Regions from separate parts of the Mus musculus genome. Here region 1 is linked to region 2. The links are chromatin contacts, called in public promoter capture Hi-C maps. All regions are on one chromosome and are shown on one strand. The core of a region is the stretch at or near the end of the contact, and the rest is flanking DNA. Distances in the headings are between cores, read along the strand shown.

Region 1 (3,933 bases), core at 1,161-3,660, 240 kb before region 2:
ATTGACCAGACCTTAAACATTCTCTCTCAGACTCAGTTTTTAATTCTTCCCATGATCAGGCTAGAGGGCTAGAGTTCCAGAATCTTATATTCTGCTTCTCTTCAGATTACAAACACCATCTTTATGCTAATCATCTCTCCTCTCATTTGACCGCAAGTGGCCAAAAAGAAGCCCACCACACTTTACTGCCTTGCTGTTCCTTCTGTCAGTATCTTTGTTCCCTGGTGGGGCTGTAAGGGGTTGCAGAGACAAAAGGCCATCCCAACTAGTGAGGGGGTCTGTCTCACACAGAGGAGAAACAGAATAGCGGGATGTAGCGTAAAGGCCATCTCTGTTCCGTAACTTTGCAGTTGTTTCCTGTGACATTGTGGAATGCAGAGCTCAAGGAAAGACCATGGGGACTCAAATGATGGGGAAGAGCAAAAGTGGCTCAGGAACAGGCAGGCATGGGGTGGGCAACACAGAGACAGCTAAGTGCCACACTAAGCATCTGCTAGGATCACATCTGTGAGTGGCTAATCTTTAGGTGCCCGGGATCAGGCCCATATGACTATACCAAGATGGCCACATGTCAGATTATGTTGTGTCGGCCGTGGCTCACTGGTTACCTGTCCACAGTGTCCCAGGTTACTTCTCTCTGAATCTGTCCTTGTGCTCCTATTCAATGAACTGTTTCGTTCTGTAGTGAGCAATGGCTAAATTAAAAATGATGTAAACTATAGATCTGCAAGTTTGGCAAGGAGCTATGGGTTCTACAACATTCTAAGAAGATTGCATTCGGTGCCAACGGAATGTGGCCTAGGTGCTGGCATGAGCAGGGTGGGAGGGAGAGGCAGCGTCATTCTGATGAGGCTTTCTTCTAGAAGCAGCTTGACCTTTGGCTAGCAGCTGCCTACACCTGCCTCTAAGTGCCTCCCCACCAGCGTGCTCAGTGTGAACCCTGACAGTCAGGTGCTGGGTGGGGCTGGCAGCTCACTCTAGCTCAGTCTACACCTTCACAACCCAGTTATCCAGCTAGAAAAGGCAACCAAAGCAATGAAATTTGCTTTGCATTTGGGAGAAAGAAAACTTGGAACCAGTGTCTGCAAAAGGGGACCAAAGGGACATGTTTTACATGCAGTTGAGCTGGGAGAATGAAGTGTGTATGCTGTTGAGGAGCAGAGGAGCAGCTGAGTGTGAGAGGAGCAGCTGAGTATGAGAGGAGTAGCTGAGTGTAAGTAAGAGGTGGTAGCCTAGAATAGGGTGGAAAAGGGAGCAGCCAGTAGGAGCGGCCATGTGGCCTCTGTGTGGAGGTAGTGGCTGCTGACCACAAGGCTCTACTCATGTCTCCATGAGCTTGTCAGTCCTATTTCTTCTTCATGTCTGTCCCTACCTCCCTGTTAGCCCAGTTAAGCCTATAAGAAGACAGAGAGACTCCTCAGGGAGCAGGAAGGAGAAAGGCCTCTCTATGATCCTGTTCTGCTTCCCCCTCACTTTGGCCACAGTGAGTCACAGCAAGCCCGAGATAATGTCTCTTTCCCAAGTTCTCTAGGTGATCGGGAAACAGCACTATCAAGTCCACCAGAGTGGGTGGGTTTCATGGACTCAGAAGCCAGCGTTTCTTTCCTATAAACACTGGTAGCCCAATGCTGAGTGGGGAGAGAGTCTCTTTCTCATTAGGCAGCACCTCCCAATCAAACAGCATCACAAGGACTTCTGGGATCTTCACCCCAAACCAGGACACACACAGAGAAAAGCCGAGGTCAGAGGGAAAACACAGAGGGAAGAATCAGATGTCCCAGGAAGCTTTGACAGCCTCGGGACAACAACAACAACAAAATGTAATTAAATCTCTTCTCAGTCCAAAAAGTCAGCATGGAAGAGGACAGACTGTGATCATTGTAAACAGAAGAATAATCTACTCAACAAAGTAGGTGAAGTCAAGACGGGGGCGGGGGTGGTAAAAAAATGGCTCAGGGAGGTATCTCCATTCACTTACTCTCTTCAAGGAGCTCCGGGTCGCCCGAAACAGGTAAGGACTCAGGGACTGCGAGTTCACCTTTGCCACTGAGGCACTGAGAGCTTCCTGCAGAGAGGAAGGGTCGTAGTCGTACACCGGGAAACCTAGACAGCAAACACACAGGCCACAGTGAGAGAGAGATGAGGCACCGAGAGGGCTGTGATCACCTAGGGCAGGTGGCCAGCGGTGGCATGTGTCCTTTACCTGTGGCACACCAGTAGTGCATGCCCAGCACCAACAAAGCCAGCGTCTTCAGCATTGCCTGCTCCATACTGAGAGGATGGCGACCCAGAGTCAGGGAGACGGCCTCTCTCCAGGCTTCTGGATGACAGCTCTTTCAGAGGGTGGCTGTCTTATTCTTGTCACCTGTGACCTAGCTGCCCTGGCTGGCTGGAGCAATCTGGAACCTCAGTAGAGATGATTGATTCCGGTGTCAATATTTACTGCTGACTTTTCCTGTGGAAAAATTCCAGACTGAGGCCACTTTTGAAGTTTGGACCTCTCCGAGGGACTTTATCCCACAGCAGGAGACATTCAGAGAGGCTTGGGTCTCCCTGTATAATGTTTATCTTCTCTCTTTGCATTTTGTTCTTTGGGGGAGGGGACATAATTGTGGACTCAACAAAACGGTGACTTTAAAGCTTGTGCATCTAGTCCTTTCCCAGGTCCTCAAAATCCTTCACCCTCCACCTCTCAATGCCAGAGTCCTCCCTTCCTAGAGACTGCACTCACGCGGAGTGATTTTCCTGTTGGCTTAGCTCTGCCTGCCACCTCCACTACAGAGGCCATGGTTCAGAAACCACAATGGCCGTGTTTGTGATAGGGAGAGTAATGAAGCATGCAGCGGATGAGTGAGTGTATGAGTGCACCAGGTCTCACTCAACTGTCTTTCAGGTCTTTCATTTGAAGCTGGCGCTAACTTCTGGTGTATAACAAGTACCCAGAGCGTAATACCACAAGACAATGACCACTGGAATTTGTAATTCCGTTACTTTTAACCTGGTTTGAACTCAATTCCATTAGAGTCTTCCAGATTGAACTAATGTCACCATCTGGCTCCAAACGCTCTGGACTCATTAAATGAACTGCAGTAATAAAAGCAATTGCAGATGAGCGGAGGAGATGAAGGGAACAACAGCATCCTGTTGCCAGCACTGAGCTATTGATTTTGCTTGACGTTTGCTGGGGTGAGGGAGGGGGGGACCACTGCATTTCTCAGATTCTCTTGGCTATAATTAAGTGTTAGCACCAGGCGTGCAGGGTGGGCTCTGATGGAAGCTAGAAAGCAATGACTTTTAAAATGCCCCTGCAGAATTCCATCATGTCTTGTAAACCCAGAAGATTAAATATAAGCCATCCAGTCACGCTCATGCTATGGTGATTTCTTGTTCTTCCTCCGGTTTGCAGAAATGTGTGCCTCCATCATCCCAGTGATTTTCTGCTATTCCAGCCCCCAAATACTCGGTCAAAGTATTCAAAATTGGGTGGCAGTAAGTGAAGCATTGTATAGCCCTGCACACAGTCCCTGGAAATTTATATAAAGTACATCACAGACCATTTAACAGGAGTACCTGGGAACACACTGAGCAAGAACCGATGGGCTATGGCTGCATCGTAAATGAAGATGCATTACTTTCCAAGGTCATTTCCTCTTTCTCATCCTCCCCATCATATTATTTGCACTGGGGTGGGATCACTAAATTTAGAACAAATGTAAAAATGGAATCTTCAACTGATCCCTAAACCACGAACTTCACAGCTGCCTTCTGATTTCTTATAGCATCACGATTGCTAAACTGAGCTCCGTCACTAAGAGTCTGCTTTCTGTCCTCATCTCAGTATTTCTGGGTTCTGGAAACGTCAGTGGTGCCATCAGAATAGGCATCATGCAAAGACCCCAGATAGCTTCAGCACCACCTAGGACTTTCACTGAA
Region 2 (3,773 bases), core at 1,202-3,701:
CAGAATAGCAGTAAAGTAGACAGAAGGACTGAGCTCACAGGTCATCCCAATAGACACAGAAAAGGCTTTCAGCAAAACCTAGGATCAATTAATGCAAGAAGCCCTGTAGACAATACAAATTGAAAGGACATATCTTAACATAATAAAATCTATGTAAATAAATAAATCTATGTAAATAAATAAAATCAGAACTGTAGCCGACATTTAGGAAATGGGAAGAAATTCAAAGCACCTCTACTAAAATCAAGGTGTCCATTCTGTCCACTCAACGAATCTAGTACCAGGGTTCTTGTTAGAACAAAACAAAAGAAGAGAAATAGCAGGAAACAAAAAGAAAAACAAACAAACAAAAAAAGGCATCCAGGCTGGAGAGATAGCTCAGCGGTTAAGAGCACTGACTGTTCTTCCAAAGGTCCTGAGTTCAAATCCCAGCAACCACATGCCATCCATAATGAGATCTGATGCCCTCTTCTGGGGTGCCTGAAGACAGCTACAGTGTACTTACACATAATAAATAAATAAATCATTTAAAAAAAAGGCATCCAAGCATCCTCATTTGGATATTTGCATATGACACAGCAGCACACAAAAGTGACCATAAAGACTCCACCTGAGCTTGCCACCAAGCCTGCTGACCTGAGTTCAAGCCAAGGACCCAAGTTTTACTATGACACACATACACACAAACAAATGTAATAAAGGATTTTAAATTGAAAAAAAAAAAGACTCCACCTGAAAATCCTAGAGCTGAGAAACACTTTCTTCAAAGTGGTAGAATATGAAATTAGCAGTTGTCTTCCTAATCACCAATGGCTGACACATTGTGAAAGTAATCTAGAACACAACCCCAGTAACAATTGCCTCAAAAAATAAATACTTTAGACTAAAGTTCACCATGGCCAGAAAAGAACTCTACAATGAAGTTGTTTTGTTTTGTTTAACACTGAAGAAAGATATTGAAGGGGACACTAGGAAATGGTAGAAATGCCCATAGAACTAACAATGGCAATTTGAAGTTCCTTTGTCCTCACCTAGAAATACTTACGTTGAACTCATCGTAATAGGTCAGCAGCTCATTATCTCTGTTCCTGCCCCAGTTTGGAAATCTCACTCTCAGGAAAATAATAAACTGCCACATGGATAGACTCAGTAGAGCCCTCCCCCCACTTCAGTCCATTACAGACCCTCACCACAGCCACCAGTCCTACCAATGGCCAAAGAAAAATAGAAGAATCTGAGGCTGGAGAGGTGGCTGCTCTTCCAGGGGAACTGAGTTCCAAGGACACACATGATGGCTCACCGCCATTTGTAATTCTAGTTCTAGGGGATTCAATGTTTTCTTCTGGCCTCCATGGTCACTGTATGCATGTGGTGCACAAATATACATGGCATACAGGCAAAAAACCATACACATAAAATAAAAACAAAAAGACCCAAATAAAATAGTTTATGTTATGAAGATATGAGAAAAAGGGGAAGAATCCTTTTAAAGACCAGAAGGAAAGTTAGTATTAGAAAATATATTCTGCATAGAATACTGATTGCTTAAAAATACAGACCTGAGAGAGGGGCTTCTTGGTAACACAGTTTATGCCCCCAATGAAGACCATGTTAGGCATGATGGGCCTGGGGTAGTCGAGTACAAAGTCCCCTCGGAACAGCCACACGGATGCATAGCTGAAAAGCTCCACTGAGGACACTTCTCTCTGAAAAAGCTCAGAGGCCAGGCTTTCATAGGGAGTGATCAATAAATGGCAAATGTACTTCAAGACCAGATGGTACAGCATGTTCTGGACCCTTTGCAGGAAGTCCATGTGGTCGGAAAGCCTTGTGAATAGGTTCGGAATATAAGAGGAAGGGCTTGGACACTGTGTGGCCTCATATTCTATGCCACAGGGGATGTATCGTAGAAAGAACACAGCAGGAATACCTAAGTACTTGGCCAACAATGCCCCACAGGGAAACACGGGATCTGTAAAGACTACATCAAAGGAGCTGGAATTCAGGTGGTGGAGCAGGGACTCGTTGTGCAATATATTTGTACAAGTCTTTAAGAGAACGGTTGACATGTTTCTCAAAGCCTCAGATGTTTTAAAGATTTTCTTCATATAGTTTCCTGTGTCAAAAAACACTTTAAGGTTTTCCATCATTTCTTCCAATTCTTGTCTTGTATAGGGAACGGCATAGACTTTGAAAGTGAAAAAGTCCTCTTCTTTGATGCGCATGTTCACCTCTGGAGCCAGGACCACAGTCTGGTGACCTTGGGCGTGGAGCTCTCTCACAACATCCCTCATGCTCAGCCAGTGGCTTCCCCCCACAGGAAACACTAGCACCTTCTCACCTTCAGTCCAAGGCAGGGCACACAGCAGGAGCAGCCCCACTAATCCTTGTAGGGGCATGCGGAGTCCCATAGTCACTTCAGTGGATGCGCAGAAGAGTCAGGTTTCCTCAGCAGGGTATGACTCTTACTCCTCTAATTTCGTATCCAACCTTGTCACGCCACTGGGTGGCCCCAGCTCCCAGACATTAATTATTAAAGGATAAATCTGCCCTTGGTGCCCGATCAATCCTGATTTCAGCCAACATATTCCTGATCTTGTTTCTCTCCTAGAAAACTGGCAGAACTCTCTCTTTAGAAGATATCAGAGTTGATATTTAGCTCTCCTCCATTTAAAAAACTATGGCTGTGCACACCCATTTCATTCCATGGCCTCATTCTCTGCTAACCACATTCTAACAGGCTGGCCTGAGCTTTGAGCATTGCCTGGTATTTGGATTTACATTGCAATATTTCAGACTGTCACCCTATTGGTTAACTCTCTAAAGTCTCCCTCCACATCCACAAGGAGCACTCACTATATTTTCAGATAAAAAACATTGCTGAGTCAGCTTGGCACAAAAGATCTCTAATTCTATTTTAAACTTCCAGGATGGGCAAGTCCATGGAGATGGCAGGGTAAAGGTTGTCCAGCATTATGGGATGGGATTATGGGTTATGGGATGTCATTTGGAATGAATAGGAATTGTTGTGGGGTAAAGGCTGTCCAGGGTTAGGGTTAAGAGATATCTTTGGGAATGAGCAGGAATTGTCATGACTGTCGACCAATATGAACATAAAAATATTATACATACATTTAACTAGTTGGTAGTTTTGGGTTTTTTGTTGTTGTTGTTGTTGTTGTTGTTTCACGACAGGGTTTCTCTGTGTAGCCCTGGCTGTCCTGGACCTCACTCTGTAGACCAGGCTGGCCTTGAACTTAGAAATCTGCCTGCCTCTGCCTCCCAAGTGCTGGAATTAAAGGCGTGTGCCACCACACCCAGCCTAGTTGGTAGTTTTAAACTACAGACAGGACACAACCTAAATTCACCTGACAAAGGAGTCTCTCCACTGAGGGATCACTTAGGGCAGACTGGTCTATGGGCTTGCTTATGGGAGATGTTCTTGATGCTCAGTTGCTGTGGGGGTGGGTGCTGGGCTCACTGTGAACACACTGCTCTCTGGGCAGGTGGCCTCAGCTATGTGAGAAAACTACTTCAGCCTGAGCCTGAGTGAGGCAGCAAGCAGCTTCTTCACAGGGGGTCTGCCTGGCCCTTCCTGCTTGAGTTCTTGTCCTGACTCCACTCAAGTCTGCAACCTGCAAGAGTAAGCCAAAGAAATCCTTCCCTTCTCTAAACTGCTTCTGGTCAGCGTACTTTATCACGGCAACAGACAGGAAACTAGAACAACAACAACCCAAAAATCACTAAGCTGTAGTCATTAAATGAGTAAGTAT

Evidence for each region. Capture Hi-C pulls out chosen DNA fragments and counts their contacts.
Region 1: a contact with region 2 is called in a promoter capture Hi-C map of pancreatic islet. The contact joins the promoter of Spp2 here to the promoter of Ugt1a5 in region 2. A contact is called at or near these places in 7 of 39 promoter capture datasets (the 3T3-L1 cell line, embryonic stem cells, hippocampal neurons and 3 more) and 2 of 9 other capture datasets (embryonic stem cells and pancreatic islet).

Annotation. Positions count from the first base shown.
Region 1 is chr1:88,405,487-88,409,419 of GRCm38.p6, reverse strand. Spp2 (secreted phosphoprotein 2) reads right to left here and starts at 2,410. Exons shown (of 8, transcript NM_029269.3): 1 at 2,204-2,410; 2 at 1,979-2,103. The coding sequence starts at 2,270.
Region 2 is chr1:88,164,690-88,168,462 of GRCm38.p6, reverse strand. Ugt1a5 (UDP glucuronosyltransferase 1 family, polypeptide A5) reads right to left here and starts at 2,451. Exons shown (of 5, transcript NM_201643.2): 1 at 1,560-2,451. The coding sequence starts at 2,411. The region is part of intron 1 of Ugt1a10 (UDP glycosyltransferase 1 family, polypeptide A10); the gene reads right to left. All of the region lies in intron 1 of Ugt1a9 (UDP glucuronosyltransferase 1 family, polypeptide A9), which reads right to left. All of the region lies in intron 1 of Ugt1a8 (UDP glucuronosyltransferase 1 family, polypeptide A8), which reads right to left. It also overlaps Ugt1a7c, Ugt1a6b and Ugt1a6a.